Regions from separate parts of the Rattus norvegicus genome. Here region 1 is linked to region 2. Evidence: chromatin contacts called from public Hi-C data. All regions are on one chromosome and are shown on one strand. The core of a region is the stretch at or near the end of the contact, and the rest is flanking DNA. Distances in the headings are between cores, read along the strand shown. Region 1 holds the start of Kcnj6 (potassium inwardly-rectifying channel, subfamily J, member 6). Region 2 overlaps Kcnj6 (potassium inwardly-rectifying channel, subfamily J, member 6).

Evidence for each region. A called contact is a pair of places that touch in the nucleus more often than the background predicts.
Region 1: a contact with region 2 is called in a Hi-C map of frontal cortex, with 2.9 times the contacts expected there. The contact joins the promoter of Kcnj6 here to the enhancer-like site in region 2. A contact is called at or near these places in 2 of 12 Hi-C or Micro-C datasets (frontal cortex and prefrontal cortex).

What each region holds. Positions count from the first base shown.
Region 1 is chr11:47,776,145-47,780,332 of GRCr8, reverse strand. It overlaps Kcnj6 (potassium inwardly-rectifying channel, subfamily J, member 6), which reads left to right and starts at 1,985. Exons shown (of 4, transcript NM_013192.3): 1 at 1,985-2,177.
Region 2 is chr11:47,665,589-47,669,246 of GRCr8, reverse strand. All of the region lies in intron 2 of Kcnj6 (potassium inwardly-rectifying channel, subfamily J, member 6), which reads left to right. Among named protein-coding and RNA genes, the nearest start is that of Kcnj6, 110 kb to the left of the region's middle. Within about 2 kb of position 1,711, at least 3 of the 93 cell types and tissues checked have an H3K27ac peak or open chromatin away from gene starts, as enhancers often do.

The sequences.
Region 1 (4,188 bases), core at 736-3,235, 110 kb before region 2:
CTCTCTCTCTCTCTCTCTCTCTCTCTCTCTCTCTCTCTCTCTCTCTCTCTGCCCTACCACCCTCTTAACTCCCCTCCCTATGCCCTGAATAAACTCTATTCTATACTTTAAATAAAAAGTATGTATTCTCTAGACTGACTGTTGCTGGCCTTTCATGACTTTACAATAAATTGTGACCAATAAGGGAAACAAAAGTATGAATAGGAGCTGAAGAAATGACTGAGTGCATGAGGGCCTGCTCTGCTCTTACAGAGGACCCAGATTCTACTCCTAGCACCCACACCAGCCAGCTCAGAATCCCCTGTAACTCAAGCTTTGGATGACCTGATGCCTTCTTCTATACTCTGTGGGTAATCACACACACATGCACACACATGCACATACACCTACACACACACACACACACGCACACACGCACATGCACACATGCACACAGGCACACGCGCGGGCACACACATGCACACTTGCGCATGAACATGCATGCACAGCTTTTAAAAGTACTCTTAGAGCATGAGTTCAGAATAAAATATCATTCACTAAAATATCATTCAATAAAATATCTGCTAAGAGCAGATCTTGGTGAGTCTGTTCATCAGAAAGGGTCACCTTCTTGAGTTGTGTCGCCTCTTTACTTGGGCTGCTAAGTAAACAGAATAGCCTGTTATTAATCGGGCCATTATAGAGCTATCGGCCAATAGTGTCAATTACTTTTACAGTCTCCTTGCGAAACCATTTCTCCTTGGGTTAAAAAATGCATAAACGGGTCTGCACTTGGGTGGGAGCTAGATGTGAGAAGGCTTTGGAAAGGAACTACTGCTTGCAGTGTCCGCAAAGGAACGTCAAGTTGTAACTGGGATTCACTGTGGGATCACCCCTGAAAGAACCATACAGAGCAGGTTAACCCAAAGTAGGTGGCTGTCCACGAGGAGTGTGTTTTAGGCAGTGGGATTATACTCAGAAAGCTCACCTGCTCGCAAAAGCTTAACTAAAGTGGGGGGGGGGAGCTAGCACTAGGTCCCAGGAGCGGTGGATAGGATGGACTAAGCATAGCACCAGACCTGGTCTTAGATCTGTGCGATCAAAGCCCTGGGTTGCAGTCCCCCACCCTTAGGCCCATCTTGTTGGCTAAGGCCCCTCTGGGCTATGCTGACCACATATGATCTCCAGAGGGATTTCAGCCAGTGGAAAGCAGTGAAGAAACCCCACTCTTCACATTTCGTCAAAGCCAAAAGAGAAGCTATAACAGGCAGGCATAAACAGATCCTCAAGTTTAGGACTTATTAAGTGACATGGGGCGGGGGGGGGGTGTCCCTGGGCATCTAAGAGTCAAAGACTACACACACACACACACACACACACACACACACACACACACACACACACACACACCAACAATAGAAACCCCTACTTCTCGGTTCACTTTGGAGGGATGTGGCGCCCCCGTTTCAGCGCCCCAGTTCACTCCAGGTTAAAAAGAACAAGAGGCTGGGCGAAAGGTGGGCGGCTAGGGTCTGGCTCCATCTCTTCCGCTCCCCCCCCCCCGCCCCTCCGCCTCGCAGCGACGCTGATCACTGTGTCGCCTTGGTTCTCCAGCGCGCGGCGCTGCGCCCGCTTTTATCCAGAGACGCGTCGCTTCATGCGCTGACAGCGCGGCTCAGCCCGTGGGGCTGGAACCGAGTAGCATTCGTTGAATCTGCGGCTTTCATGACGTTTCCCTACGAGATCTATCACTTTGCTCCTAAACGAGGATTTATTCCCCCTGCCACTCAAGGCTTTCCCCCAGTTTCCTCGCAGCAGGGCTCCCTCCTCCGTCCCTGCCCACACGCGCACTCCTCTGCCCCGCGGTGGCCCCAGCGCCCAGCCCTCCAGCCAGAGGGAGCCAGTCACCAGACGGCAGCACCTGGCTGGAGAGGTTGGGCGGGCCGAGGGTGGGGATCCGCGGGAACAGGCGAGCCGGAGCTGGAGCAGGAGCTGGACCAACCGCTAGCAGCAGAATGGAGTCTCCCGAAAGCCTGCCGGGGCTGATGTGAAATTGGACCATCTGCTTCCAGTTGGTCTGTTTCCTCCTCTTCTTGTATTTTCTTCCCTTGCCATCCACCGTGGAGTGAATTACTGAATCTTGCTCCGTTCCAAGAGAGGCGATGAGGATGAAGTGAACCTACCCTGTCCACCACAAGGTAAGCAGTGCGTTGAGTTGTTCAAGGCGAGGAGCTGGCATGGATCCCAGCCAGATGTTCCGTGTCCTAGGATCCCCGAGCGAGCCTTCAGGTCCTGGCTCCCAGGTCCCCAGCCCCACTGTGACTGTTTGCATTCCCTTCTCAGCGGAGACATGATGCTGAAGTCCACCAGAGGCAGGAAAAGCTGCCTTTGGTTACATAACCAAAAGGAAATGTGTCTCATAGGATTTTCATTAGCAGCTTAAAAACTCGCCTGGGTGGGTGGCAGGAGGAGGGGTCTGCCTGCCCTGGGCGCGAGAGAATGGGTCAGCTACTGTGGACCTCACTCCGCACCCCTAGTGAAGATCAAACACACAGATGATCCCGCAGGCAGGGGCGGCTGGCTGGCGGGGTAGGCAGGGAGAGTTGGGAAAGCCCATTGTCTTGGTGGAAAGCTGTTCAGTAGCCTTGTTCTGTTTGGGCATAAAGAGGAGAGGATGCGAAGGAGGAAAAGTGAGCGGAAGGGCGAAAGCTGTGAGACAGGGGAGGACTTCACATGGTCTTCATCAGTAAACCCGAGATGTGTCGCCGCTGATGGAAGACAGGGACTAAGATGTCCCTACAAGTAAAACTAACTGAAAGCAGGAAACACCAGGGTCACACCAAGTGTGGGCTAGGTGAGTCTACCGACTTAGCTTCTCTCCTGGGTATGGGTTCACTTGCATCAAGACATTAAGCTTGGGTTAGTTTTTTTAACTGAAATGGTATTCTTATTCCCCAAGCCCAGTGAAGCCCTGGGTGGATCCACAGGTATATATACAGGGTTCAATATGGAGAGAGTCTTGGGGTGGGGGAGAACAGATCTTCATAGAAAAGGTCACAGAAACAATCTGAGCTTAGTGGAAAGGGAACAGCAGAATTTTCCAAAGAATCCCTTCTCCACCTCCACTTTCCCCACAAAGCAGGGCAGGGGTGGGGGGAGGAAACCCTCCAGTGTCTGGGAGTTGGCAATCCATTATAGCTTCAGTGTGCTCCCAACTGCTTTCTCCAAAGTCCCGGGGTCCTGGTGAGCTCTCAGGTACTGAGAGCTATGCACTTCCATGCAAGCACTATGCCCTGGCTACCTTTCTTTTGATGAGAAAAGAAAAATGGAGAAGGACAATGTCCGAGAAAGTGGGCTTGCTACAGTCAGGGCTGAGCTAACTAAGCTTCGCCCATTTTGCCTGGAGAAGGAAGGAGCTGAGTCTCCATGGCGACCCAGGTGGGAGGGGACATAGCAGCTCCAGTGATAGGAAAAACCGTTGGACAAAACTTTCTTGGCTCCAGGCAAAGATATGCCCACCGTGTGCCCTATGGGTATCCTAGGGTATCGGCTGGGTCCAGCTCCCTAAGAGTGATCCACGAGAGGGCACTTAGATCCTGCTCAGGCTCTCCTCCAACATGGCAAAGTTTCTCTTGTCCATAGATGCCTTTCTGAGCAGGTTCCGGGTTCAGCACCAAGGCCAGAGCAAGGTGCCCCGGGTTCACCTCCCTGGTAGGATAGCTAGCTGCTCCTAGCATGCACTAGATTTTCTGGTCATGGGAAGGCAATCTCTTCCTATAAAATTCCCTGCCCGTGCTGAATACGGGTGTCAGATTATTCGTGGAATTATATGGCACATAGGAGGAGCTAGCAAATCAACCATTTCATGCATGATGGTGCTTCAGAGTAACTGCTCAAAGTAAATACCAAAACCACAAAAGACTGAAGCTGACCTGAGAACATAGAGAGGATCCCTCCTCAGTGAAAGGAAACACACACACACACACACACACACACACACACACACACACACACATACACACACACAATCAGATCCCAAAGAAATCAGTTGTATTTGAACCAAGTATCTGACTCACAGAAAATATCCATGGGTTCCTGCCTCCCCCACAACCTTCTGTAACTTTCTTTTAGACATAGAGTTTTGGGAAGGTGCCATGATAGCATTCTGACCAGTAAGAGACCAGCCAACAACTCCTGCCTAGGGGCCTA
Region 2 (3,658 bases), core at 462-2,961:
CAGGTGGGTGGGGAGCCTCCTAACACAGCTCTTCTGAGGACTCCGTGTTCAGGTAAGATGGGACCCAGCGCACGGGGGTAGCTGTTCTGCTTCTGTGGACCTCTTGTGCCCAGAAACATCATAAAGACAGTGGAAGTCCTGAAACACAATGTTCTCCTCAGCATGATCTAAACCACACTTGCCTTTTGGAGGAACAGAGGGAGGGAAAAAGAGAAAATGAAGAAGTTCAAAGTGATGCAGATAAAGCTGACTGACACCACCCCAGAACATTTAAGATTCAAGGATCAGTGGCCATGGCACAATTGCCATCTATGCGCAGGAATATGCTACCATCACCGATCCCCACAAGACCCCGCAGTCGCTGCGGCCTCCCTGTGAGACAACCTGGGAAATGTCTTTGGGTCAAATAGTAATAAGCAGACACCCCACCCACCTCCGAGAAGGTTAGATCGAGGCTATCAGCTGAGAGCTGTCAGAGGACCAGAGCCAGCACAGACAACAATGAGAGACTTGATACAGGCATGGCTCTGTGAAGGAGGCTGTAAGTCTGGCCAGTCAAGTGACACACACATCACAGCAGACTCGGGCACAGAGGCCTGACCTCTAGCACAGGATGGGGCTAGCATAGCTGCTGCTCCCAGGGAAGTTTTAGGTTTTAGGAATTCAGGTCATCCAAACTATCTCAGATAGCAAGGAAAGACCCCCCCCCCAAGTATGGCAAAAACCCTACAACAGACAAATAAGGTTACAGAAAACTAAAAGGCAGAGAGACAACCAATACAGTGAAGAACACTGTGTGTGTGTGTGTGTGTGTGTGTGTGTGTATGTGTGTGTGATATGCATTATACATCTGCTAAGAGACTGACATCTGGAGTATCTAAGGGGGTAAAAAGGGTGATTAAAGGCAGTTAGTAAAGGGCCTGCCACACAGACGTACGGGCCTGAGTTCAGATACCAGCGCCCACATCAAATCCTGGTAGTTCATGCTACAATTCCAGCTCTGGGTGGTGAGGACTGGCAGATTTCTGGACCTCACTGGCCAGTCATCATGGCATCAACAAATTCTGGGTTCAGTTAGAGACCTTATCTCAAACACAGTAGTAAGGACAGGGATGGGGAAAAGACATCCAACCTCTGACCTTCAAGTGCATGAGTTCACACACACACACACACACACACACACACACACACACACATGTACATGAACACACACACAGGTACATGAACACACACACATGAACACACACAGGTACATGAATACACACACACATGTACATGAACACACACATGAACACACAGGTACATGAATACACACACACATGTACATGAACACACACACATGAACACACACAGGTACATGAATACACACACACATGTACATGAACACACACACACATATGAACACACACACAGGTACATGAACACACACAGGTACATGAACACACACACATATGAACACACACACACACAACACACACACACACACACATGAACACACACAATAGTTTTAAAACAGCAAAAACCTAAACTGGTTCTTTAAAAGAAGAAAAAAGACCAAATCGGTGGAGAAGCCTATGAAATGCTAAGCCTCCCTGGTCGCTCACTCGCAAGCAGCACGAATGCAAATCAAAAGCATAAGGAGAAACCAACTCACTCCAGTTACAATGGTGGCTACGGAAAAACGAAGCAGCTAGGGAGCCAAGGAAAACCTCACTCGGTGGGAATGTAAATGAGTGCAGCTATTATAGGGCACAGTATGGAGGCTCCTTTAAAATTAAAAGCAGACAGCCATATGATTCTGAAATCCCCCTACTGGGTATATATCCAAAACCCTCTCCTCCTGAGGAGGAGGTCCCCAAGATGGCAGGAAGATGGTAAGGGTCGGCTCTGCTCGACTCCATGAGAGAGCCAATTGCTTCGGATAGTCTGAGACGCTGCCTCTGCCAGCGTGGTTAGAATGGCTGGCTCACGTGCCCAAGTGGAAGAGCAGCTTGTGTGACAGCCTGGACCTGTTGCAGAGTCTCTTCTTGTTCTAGTCCCCACTCGGAGCTCCCAGATTTTATAGCTGGGTGGCCCAGAGTAGTGCAGCCAAATGGGAACGCGCTGCTTTTAGACTCTGTGAAGGACTCAGTAGGTCGGGCGAGGAGCTTGCGCGGCAACTTCCTTCACCTTAGGAAAGATGACTTGGTGTCTGCTCCGCCCCGCCGGAACCCAAGGCGTTTCCTTGAGCTTGTTGGGTTTCTCTTCCATACTATGTCATGCAAGACCTAAACCAGCTGCTACTTCGTGCTCAGCACATCCAGTGTGTCCTGTGGACATGCAGGGTGATGTCGGTCCGTCCTGCAGGCCAGTGTGCAACATTGGAGCGTATATAATCAGTGAGGGAGAATTGCCAACCTTGCCAGCAGGCCGTAGGCCGAGCCTCAGGCCATATGCAAAAATTCGGAAGAACAATTCCAGATCAACCACCCACCAGGATGGGTGACATCTGCTCCTGAGCACAAGCTGAAGCCACCTCTGGAACAGCAGCTACAACAGGACAGGCCAAACAGGAGCATGGGAGGGCCCAAAGGAGGCCCACCCCTGCCTCTTTCAAGTCCTGCAGGTGGAGCAAACCCTGCAGTCTCTCCAGGAATGTGAGGTGCTTACAGGTGACAATTTCAGCAGCTCCCACGTGGCCTTACTAACCATGGTACCCCTTACTCCGTGGGTTGGGCACCTGGGCTTGCAACTGCTACAGATTTCACCAGCAACAAAGCTAGGCCTCCAAACCCATCCGACACATACTATCCAGAGTGCTATCTCTGTGACCCGAAGGATACACGTCTTTTGAGATTTGGGCTACTCCCTCGCAGGGCACACTTGACACCTGACCTGGCTTTAGCAGGGGATCGGGAAGCGGAGGAAGAAAATTCTAAGAAGCAACAGCAATGCATTCTGGGTACAAGCGCAGCCTCTCCAGTGAGGCTGGAGAAGCCTCAGATGGACCAGAAGGCTGCTACCCACAAAGACCTCGGGAGAGTGACAGGCACAGCCTCTCAAGTACCTGCTCAAGTGTCCTTGTTGTGGTCAGGCTGTAGTTCAACAAGAGAGCGCACAGCCCCGGGCATTTCTGCTAGGAAGTAGTTCTTCTCTTACTGCCCCAGACACTGGGATGTGTAAGGCTAGACCAACTGAGCCAGTTGTCCCCTGAGAACTGCCCTCAGCTCCAAGATGGTTCCTCCGTAAGCGAAGAGAGCTGTATCCCACAAGGTAGCAGGACAGAACTGACTCCCAAGAGAGTCCGTCATCCTTTAACTTTCACCTACACACAGTGACTCCATGTGCGCTCTCTCTCTCTCTCTCTCTCTCTCTCTCTCTCTCTCTCTCTCTCTCTCTCTCTCTCTCTCTCTCTCTCTCTCTCTGGCTCTGGCTCTTCCCATCCTCCTCCCTCCCTCTCAAATAAATGTTACTAAGTAATAGAATTCAGAAAACCAAATAGAAGCAAGTGCTTCCTGGGAGGGATCAATGGACATCATGTGCCTGGTGATTGGATCACATGACCCACGTCAGGGTGATCTGTATAGGACGCCCTCCGAGGACCAACTCTGCGAACCACACAGCCTAGGAAGGACCAACAGGCTGACATGTGGCTGAGAAGAAGGCAGACAACTCAAGC